Regions from separate parts of the Mus musculus genome. Here regions 1 and 3 are each linked to region 2. Evidence: chromatin contacts called from public Hi-C and HiChIP or PLAC-seq data. All regions are on one chromosome and are shown on one strand. Each heading gives the region's core, a stretch centred on a gene start, on an enhancer-like site or on the middle of the called end of the contact. The rest is flanking DNA. Distances are from core to core; before and after follow the strand shown.

Region 1 (2,886 bases), core at 312-2,811, 170 kb before region 2:
TTCTTTTCTTCTGGCTCATCTCTTTGGGAACATAAAATTATATCCTTTTCAGTAGTAACTCTTAGGGATAAGATTTTAAAAGGAGGAAAATGAAGAAATCTCTCACCTTTGGTACCTTCTTGGCTGCTTAGGAGAGCTTTCTCCAACGCCGTGAGTGATGTGGAGTGAAGGTTAAGGTTGGTTGTGTTGAGGTGCAAATTAACAGTACAACCTTTGCCTTCGTACCTCCCAGATAGATAAGGTGCTCCTGTTCACCAGCCATCCAAGGAGCTCACCCAGGCTCCTGTTAGACCTATGCAAAGGAGAGAGCAGCAGGTGGCTCTGTCACTCACCTTTTGACTTCCTGTTCTCAGAGGAGGGAGTGAACTTAAGCAAACCATTCAGGATTGTAGTCTCAAGCACTAGTCATTCTGGGAGGCGAAGGAGACAGGAACAATGCTGGCCACATCTGAGAAAGCAGTAAAGCATTTCAATCAAGAGCCCAGTTTCTGCCTAGACTCTCCTGCCCTTACACCACTCACTAGGAGCTCCCAGCGTTCGTGCAAGCCTTTTCCTCCCCCACCCAATACACAGCTATCACAGTTATAGCCTGTCGCCTTTTGTTTGGGAGTAAAAATGTCACTCTTTGTGCTCCTGGGACATCTCAGGAGGCAGAGATAACATAAATACCCAAGGATTGATTCATTCTCTCTCTCTCTCTCTCTCTCTCTCTCTCTCTCTCTCTCGCAAACCAGTTCATCCTTGAAAGCAATCACTGCTGAGTCAAGAGGAAAAAAATTAAAAGATACAAAGGAAGAAAAGAGGCAAATTCCCTTGTTTTCAAGAGATATGACCCTACACATACAAGACCTGAAACTCCACTAGAAGACTTAGATCTAGTAAACACCCTTCTCCAAGGAGGAAAATACAAAATCAACAACTTACTGTGAAAATGTCAGGAAGCCAGTACCAATCATAACAGCCTCAAAACTGAACAAATCCAACTAAGACTAAAGCTTAGTTAGCCAAAGACATTAACAATCCGGAGGATGAAAAGGAAGAATTGGCTGGGCATAGTGGTGATGGAGCCTTTAATCCCAGAACTCAGGAGACAGAGGCTGTCGGGTTTCTATGAGTCTCAAGGCCAGCATGGGCTACATAGTGAGTTCCAGGTAGCCAAGGCTACATAGTGAGACCTTGTCTCAAAAAGACAAATGAAAGAAAGTATGAAGCACTATATATATGCTATCATTTCGGCACCAACGTATGCAAAGGAGTACAGTAAAGAAGCTGCGGATGTGAAAGCTCCATGGTATGGTTAAGGGGAAGGTTTTTTTATGAGAAGGGGGTGGGGAGAGAGAATTTAGAGTCCATAGCAGAGAGAAAAGAAAGGACATGGCCACAAGAGAGAAAATATCCAGATACATCTGGAAGAGTTCAGAGCAGAAAGTAAGAGTTTGGACTTACTGCCAGGGCTGTTATGTTGCATTGCCTGGAGGAGCCAAGGGAAAGACTTTGTCCCTTATAAAGAGGATGAGCACCTGGGAAAGTGAGAAGAGCTAGGGTACTAGTCTGAAATGTCTAACAAATAGGAACTGAGAGATCCTGGAGGCCAGCATGGACTTTGGTATGCAGCCTCGGGTCTATGTGATTGGCGTCATAGGCTCCTTCTGCCAGAGGTAAGGGAAACAGCTCCTTTTGACAGATTGGAACCTGCTTCTCAAGTTTCTGAAGAATGTTAACTTTTATCTAGAAATTCTCCTGTAGTCTAGCTCGAGCGCATATGGACAGCCTGACGTTTAAATACGGACTGTCTGAGACCAAACACTAAAGAAAGAAAGACACTTAAAAATGGAAAGGCTTCACGAGTTGTGCAGAATATTGAGAAAATTGCCATTTAGAAAAGTGACCTACAAATTCTTTGGAGTCTTCATCTAAATCTGAATGGAATTCTAAAGAGAAATAGGGAGGGGAAACTCTAAATATTATATGGAAACACAAAAGACCAAAAGAATCCCAAAGTGAGGAATAAAAATACAGGCACTAGAAGTATCAAAATACCTGACTTCAAAGTATACTACAGAGACATTGTCACAAAAACAGTATGCTCCTAAAAACAGACAGTGGTACAAAGGAACAGAAGACTTAGAATAAATCTACATTGAGTACAGTGTGATGGGCACGTCTTTAATCACAGCACACAGGAGGCACAGGCAAGTGGGCCGGCTTGGTCTACAAAACAAGTTTCAGTACAGCCAGGGCTACATAGAGGGACCCTGTCTCAAAGCAAAAAAAAAAAAAAAAAAAAATCTACATGGAAACTGTCGTCAGATTTTTAATAAAGAATGGCCAAAAATATGCATTGTAGAAGAAAGCCTCATTCACAGTGGTACTGGGAAGCTGAGACTAGATCATTATTTCCCATCCCCTGGTACAAAAACCAACTCAAAACAGGTAAGAAACCTTCATGGAAGAACTGAAACGTCCAGAGAAAAACAAAGGGGCAATACCTCAAGATTTTAGAAATGAGACCAAGAATTGACAGACAGGTTTAAAAGGCTTCTGCATAGGGGCTAGAACAGTGGCTCAGTGGCTAAGAGCCACTTTCTACTCCTTGAAGAGGACCAGAGTTTTGTTTGGTTTCCAACACCCACAGCTACCTGAAACTCCAGATCCAGAGGACTCAGCGCCCTCTTCTGGCCTCCACGGTAACCTACACTCACATGGCTTACACACATACAAGCACACACATACACACATAATAAAAACAAATCTTAAAAAAATTCAACAATAAATAATCCAATCAACATGTGGGCAAAGAACTTAACAATTTTCCAGTTAAGAAACACAAATATCTAGTAAATACATGAGAAAATGTACCCAATCCTTAGCCATCAGTGGAATGCA
Region 2 (3,243 bases), core at 328-2,827:
CATCTGCGCACATGCTCAGAGGCGTGTGTGTGCCTCTCCCTCCTTTAAAAAATTGATGTAATTCAGAAGATTCTTACTCTAAAACGCACAATTCAGCGGTTTTGGGTATAGTCAGCTTTACTACCAACATCAGTACCTAGGGGACATCCTTGGACCACTCCCCACAAGACAAAGCCCCTTTGTTCCATCAGCTGTCCCTCTACACACCACACCTGTCCCGAGCAGCCAACCAAGATCTACTACTCTCTGCAGCATTTCCTACCCACCACTGTAACACACGGAATTGTTCCTCCTGAACTTTGACCTCAACCTCTTTCACATAATTAGGTTTCCTGGGTCCTTCTCTGTTGCAGGGTGTATCAGCATTCGCTCCTTTTCCTGGTTTGGCCATAGTCCTCTGAAGGTATGCACCACATTAAAACAAAGAGCAAAACTCGTCCTAGCCAAGATGATTTGATTTTTTACTATCCGTTGCAACTCTAGGATCCTAGGTTCACGTGAATGGGGACGACCGAATCTCAAGATTTTCTGTGCTCTTTTCTTCCTGAACTCTTCTTCCTCAGATCCTGGGAGCGCAGCCCCGCAGAGGCCCTGCGAGTTTACTTCCTCAGTCTTCCCTTTCACCAGGAGTCAGACTCCCTAATACTGTTTTAGGAATCCCCGTTCCCCTCTCTCCTAGGCTACCTGGCTTCCTGAAACCGGACACCGCGAGGACCAAGGTCTCTGTCTCTCTCTTTTCTTCTTCTTCTTCTTCTTCTTCTTCTTCTTCTTCTTCTTCTTCTTCTTCTTCTTCTTCTTCTTCTTCTTCTTCTTCTTCTTCTTCTTCTCCTTCTCCTTCTCCTTCTCCTTCTCCTTCTCCTTCTCCTTCTCCTTCTCCTTCTCCTTCTCCTTCTCCTTCTCCTTCTCCTTCTCCTTCTCCTTCTCCTTCTCCTTCTCCTTCTCCTTCCTCCTCTCTCTCTCTCTCTCTCTCTCTCTCTCTCTCTCTCTCTCTCTCTCTCTCCCTCTCTCTCTCTCTCTCTCTCTCTCCCCCCCCTCCCTCCCTCCCTTCCTCTCCCTTCCCAAGGAAATTAATTCAGGTACAAAAGACGGGTGGAGGAAGTATTTTCGACTTCCCTCACAATCCAGAAAGAAAAAAAAAAGAGAGAAAGAGAGAAAGAGAGAGAGAAGAAAAGAAAAAGGATTTCCTTTGAGCTGCGACTTTGTGATCTTTTAAGCAGTTAAAAATATTTCTTTAAAAAAAAGAATCTAGGAAAATCATGCGACTTGTGAGTGGGAGCTAAGTCGATGCTAAGTTTCTCCGTAAAGAGAAGCGACAGGAGCGCGGTTTCCTAACCTCCCCAAGTGTTTTCATCCCTTCGGTTTGGGGGTGGCTCCCTGGGGACGGCTAGGACAGCGGCGCGCTCTGCGGGGTAGCGAGGCCGCAGGACTACAGGATCCAGAGGCCTTTGTAAACTCTTGTAGTTCACGCTTGTTGGCTACCTCGGCTTCCCTGAGGAGTGACGCTGCGAAAACAAATTCTGATTGGTCAGGCCTGTGCTGAATTCTCCATTTATGGACAGATTGCCCGGCCCGAGCCCAGCCTGAGCCAGAGAAGAGTTCGGATTAAGTGTTAAGAGAAAGCGGGTCCAGGCAAAGCAGTTGGACAAGCAATCCCGCAGAGCGCATCAGGGTGCATCTCTAGACAGTTGGGGATCGCCAGGTCTGAGTGTGCACCGGGTCTGCTAAGTTTTGCCTTCACCTAGCGTTTCGGATCCCGCCTGGATGGAGTCCCTCTTGGATTTCCATTGGCTCCTGTGAGTGCTTGGGTGTCGGGAGCTTGTTTTTTGGCGAAGGGAACCAACTTTTGAAGTTCGCCCAGGAGACCGCGTTCCAGCCTCAGTGCCTAGGCAGCGGGACCCGGCGGAGGCGCGACCGCGGCGGGAGTCACCATGGTGAGTTGGCTGCGCCGCGTCCCAGGACGCCTGACCCTGGGATGGGGCAGGAAGCCCCGGAGCGGGCACCTACCTTGGGCAAGCTGCCCAGGCCAGGGGGTGGAGAAGGTGGACGCGGGAGTGTGCACTTCTGGAGCGCTGATTTCCTGCTGTTTGCTGTAAACCGGGTCTTAAACGGGAAGAGGGAGAGAGGAGGGACAAGAAAAACTCTCTGGAGTGACTTTCTGCGCCGCGAAAGTTTTGGTGCCAATGTTGTTGTGGCTGCCAGCTGTCTGAAGCTTGAGAGTGGGCACGTCTGTTTTCACCGGCACAGCCGTGGGACCGGAGACTTTTTTCTCCTCTAGAGAAGGTGAGGGGCACGCCTGTGTCCCTCGGGTCCTCTCCCCTGGGCAGGCACTGGCGTGAGCTCCCTGGCAGGCTGATCCCGCAGTTGTTCTCCTGGCATTGGGGAGGACCTAGGCAGCCCCGCCTGCGCTGGTGATGGGCCGAGCGCTGCACAAAGGCAGGCAGGGGCGCCAGGTACTGCGGAGCACCTGGCGGTGGCCCGGGCTGCAGGGACTCTGACGACAGCGCGCAGCGGCAGCCAAACTGGCCGGGAGCCCAGGCCTGTAGGGTCCCTGTGTAGGGTAAACACCTCCTGAGGAGGGCCCCACCCGGTCCCCAGCTCGAGAGGACCGCCACCCTCTCGGAGATCGTTCCTGGTTTTGTTCTTTCCCACTTGGTACTTGGGGGAGTGTCTGGGTTGGACAGCCTCTCTGTAACTCATTTGAGACTAAGTCCCCAGCCCAGCCACCCTCCTCTCTCAATCCCAAATAACCTTAGCCACATCCCCTGGGCTTTGCCGTGGTGTGGCTTTCCTACTGAAGGACAAAAACAAAGATTGAATTTTAGAGACATTGCCAGCCACCCGGACCGAAAGGGGGGGGACTTTAAAAACTTAAAAAAAAAACTTTTAAAAGGTTTTAGAAGGCTTCAAAGTTTCCACACTTGCTTCGTGGTGGAGGAGCTTGTCCTCCTGGCTTTCTCATTGTTTACTGGCGGTGAGGGTGAAGCTTACTAAAAAAGATGCCTAGCATAGCGCTGGCTTGAGAAATCTGTATCCCAGATCCCCAGCGCCAAGCATCCGCAGCGCACGCCCGGGTAGAACCCACATTCAGTTCACAAACAGTCCTTGCCCCCCCGCGCTGTTTATTCAAAAGAATGATTTTAAAAACAAACGAAACCTTTAAAGGGCATCCTGGCCCCAAGCTTTTACTTTCCACATAGTTCAAAATTATGTCACCTTTGCCCCTGAGAGAGAATACTTCATTTA
Region 3 (2,896 bases), core at 294-2,793, 190 kb before region 2:
CTAGGTGGGTGTACAGAGTGAGACCTGCCCTGGGTTTGGGAGTGGGGGTATGAAAATTAGTTTTAAAAAAATGATAGAAGCTATTTCAGATAGTTGTCTTAAGATTTCCTACAACAATTGAAACTTGGAATTTGAAATTGTGTATTTGCATATCTAGTTTGACAAGAGAACTTGGTAGCTGTCAGTTACTCCATGGTACCTTTGTATATAGACTTCCAAAGGTTAATGTCCTAACAGCTACTTCATTGTTTACTCATGAGAACCCAGCTAGTAAATATTGATGTTCAGGGCTGCTGGCTTGCACAGTCCTTGGGGTTCTGTTCACATAGAACACAATTTGGAGTTCATCAAACACTGTTGCACTTTGATTCATACTTCCAAATGATTTTCATTGGACGCTCACATTCTGTCATTTAGACGGAATGCGCTTATTGTGCCCTTTCCACTGTTCTTAGATAATATTGTCATTTCAGTGAGAATTGAGACTGATTCTCTCTGCAGGATACACCTCTGGTTTTTGTCACTGAGAAGCCATTGATCTGCAAAGTATATCCTTTTCTCTTCCTTTGACTGGTTCCAAATACAGTGGTGTGTCTTCATCTGTTACACATGCTACTGCAGCATTAATGCATTTGAATAAATTAGTTGGAATATACATTCGTGCCTTGTTTTCATCTTTAATCGTTAACTTTTACACTGAATTTTCCGGTGAAGCCTTTCAAACATCGGGCCTTTACAATCCTGCAGTGTGGATGCTTCCGGTTCTTTTATTTATTTATTTATTTATTTTATTTATTTTTTTTTTTTTTTTTTTTTTTTTTTTTTTTTTTTTTTGGTTTTTCGAGACAGGGTTTCTCTGTGTAGTCCTGGCTGTCCGGGAACTCACCCTGTAGACCAGGCTGGCCTCGAACTCAGAAATCCACCTGCCTCTGCCTCCCGAGTGCTGGGATTAACTTAAAGGTGTGCGCCACTACACCCTGCTCTGGTTCTTTTAATTGATAACAAGTTCAGCCTGTTTACAATCTTAACACTATTTGAACTTTAATCAGATCTGTATTTCATAGTTTGGAAATTATTTAATGAGTTTGGGTTGCAAGGATATGATTTTAAAAGGCTAAAAAGGAAAACCTACAGCATGGCACAAAGGAGAACATGTTTCACTCTCAGACCTGGAGTGTTTGCATCCGAAGTCACAATTCATGTGCTCACTGGCCATCTGCAGTACCTATAGCTGCTGTTTTGAAAGCAGAAAACCAAGCACCCCCGCTAAAAAGAAAAGGGATGTGAAATTCTGGAAACTCAGAATATCCACGTATTTGCTTTTGTATCAGTCACGAAGTTTATACAGCAGACCTTCCAAATGAAAAAGATGAAAGACTCACAAACCCTGGTTTCCCTACACTGCAGTCCCACAAACTTTGACAAGCCAGACAGTCGCCCCATTGCCTTTTGCTTCCCGAGCGCCAGCAGGAGAGACCACGCCCCTTCTCGGAAACGGCGGTGGGGGCCGGCAGTGGCTCCTGTGGCGTCACCTCCGGGTCGCGTGAGCACTTCCGGGTCACTGGCACAGGGCTGCGGTTTCCGCGGCCGAGGAGGTGGTCGCAGCGGGCTCCCTACCTGGCTCTGCTACCGCCGTGGCGGAAGCGCCTTCCCTCAGGTAGGCGGCGGCGGGGCCGGGAGCGGGGAGGCCGCGGCGAGGCGGGCGGTACCGAGCGCTGTGCCCGCCGGAAGGCGACCCCAGACAGACGCAGCCGCGCGGGAGCAGCCGCCTTCCCGCTCTCCTCAGGCCGCGCTTAGGCGACCGGCGTCCCGCTCGGATGCCGGGCACACACGGCGCCTGCGCTCCAGCTCTGCAGTGAGGAGGGGATTCCGAAGTTCTGCAGTTGCCGCCACCTTTAAAGATTGGAGATGGCCGAGCCAGCTCGTTTCAGCAGACGTCGAAGTCGCTGTTAGCTCTTTTCCAAATAATGCTTAGATGTCAAATGGAGCGTGCCATGGCTCCCCTGTCCTATTTTAAAGTTTATGTCTCTCTGACCTTTTTCTCCCCTTCTCCATACACACGTACTGACTGGCGTTTACTTTGAACGAGCTAAATGTTTTTGTTTGACACGCGTCGAGTATCCGGTACTGTTCTCAGCCCGCAGGTTACATCAAGTGAACAAAAATAAAGATCCATGCCCTCGTGGACTTTACATTTTATGCGGAAAGTTAACATAAGACCGTTAGGTAACTTGATGGCAGACGGTGCTATCAAAAAATTTTAGCGAGATGAAGGGTTTGGAGACGTTTCATAATGGATGTTGGAGTTCCTATGTGGTGGTCAGTTTAGGTGCAATTGAATGGAGCTATTGGAGTTGTGTGTTAGCCAAATTAATATCTGAGCAAGAACATTACAGGCAGAAAGAACAGCCATCGCAAAGGCAGTCCCACGCCTGTCATCCTCAGGGCAGTTGAGAGTGCAAAGGGAGGTGGAAAATAGATCAAACCAAACATAGAGGGTAGCCAGATCGTCAGGCCTGATAGAAGCTGATGGAAAATATGTTCTAGCCCATATTTTTAAAAGATAACCCCGCTGCAAATTATAAAGTGTGAGGGACAAGTGTAGAGTAAAGAAAATTTGAACACCATGAGTCAGTGGCCTGGCATTATAAAATAATCATGGGGATGTTGAGAAATGATTGGCTTCTGGATTCATTTTGAAAGTTGCCCTTCCAAGATTTGCTAGGAATTGGACCATCTTTATGGTTTATATGACTCTGAGGGCCCATAGAAGAGTCCTCTGCATTTGCTCTTAGCTGTAGGAGAAGTGTCTTAGCTATTTGATAATTGTTTCGATGTAGAGTAGAACATCCTGAATATGGGTACAAAGAGAGAAGTGAGGGAAGGCTACAAGTTT

Evidence for each region. Hi-C and Micro-C count contacts between places; a contact is called where the count stands out from the background. HiChIP or PLAC-seq counts read pairs in DNA pulled down with a chosen protein or histone mark.
Region 1: an HNF4G HiChIP or PLAC-seq map of pancreatic cancer cells shows a contact between it and region 2. The contact joins the promoter of Gcnt3 here to the promoter of Myo1e in region 2. A contact is called at or near these places in 2 of 39 promoter capture datasets (embryonic stem cells and stem cell-derived epiblast-like cells), 7 of 484 Hi-C or Micro-C datasets (the AML12 cell line, cortical neurons, embryonic stem cells and 4 more), 6 of 115 datasets of contacts at active chromatin or transcription factors (embryonic stem cells, extraembryonic endoderm stem cells, pancreatic cancer cells and 1 more) and 2 of 9 other capture datasets (adipose tissue and liver).
Region 3: a contact with region 2 is called in a Hi-C map of embryonic fibroblasts, with 3 times the contacts expected there. The contact joins the promoter of Gtf2a2 here to the promoter of Myo1e in region 2. A contact is called at or near these places in 10 of 39 promoter capture datasets (the 3T3-L1 cell line, 3T3-L1-derived adipocytes, embryonic stem cells and 5 more), 22 of 484 Hi-C or Micro-C datasets (3T3-L1-derived adipocytes, the AML12 cell line, the C2C12 cell line and 13 more), 11 of 115 datasets of contacts at active chromatin or transcription factors (embryonic stem cells, large pre-B cells, pancreatic cancer cells and 3 more) and 2 of 9 other capture datasets (adipose tissue and liver).

Annotation. Positions count from the first base shown.
Region 1 is chr9:70,036,527-70,039,412 of GRCm38.p6, forward strand. Gcnt3 (glucosaminyl (N-acetyl) transferase 3, mucin type) reads right to left here and starts at 1,562. Exons shown (of 3, transcript NM_028087.2): 1 at 1,447-1,562; 2 at 107-448.
Region 2 is chr9:70,205,773-70,209,015 of GRCm38.p6, forward strand. It overlaps Myo1e (myosin IE), which reads left to right and starts at 1,578. Exons shown (of 28, transcript NM_181072.3): 1 at 1,578-1,931. The coding sequence starts at 1,929. All of the region lies in intron 1 of Gm26849 (a long non-coding RNA gene), which reads right to left.
Region 3 is chr9:70,011,005-70,013,900 of GRCm38.p6, forward strand. It overlaps Gtf2a2 (general transcription factor II A, 2), which reads left to right and starts at 1,544. Exons shown (of 5, transcript NM_001039519.2): 1 at 1,544-1,657. Bnip2 (BCL2/adenovirus E1B interacting protein 2) reads left to right here. Exons shown (of 11, transcript NM_016787.4): 11 at 1-655.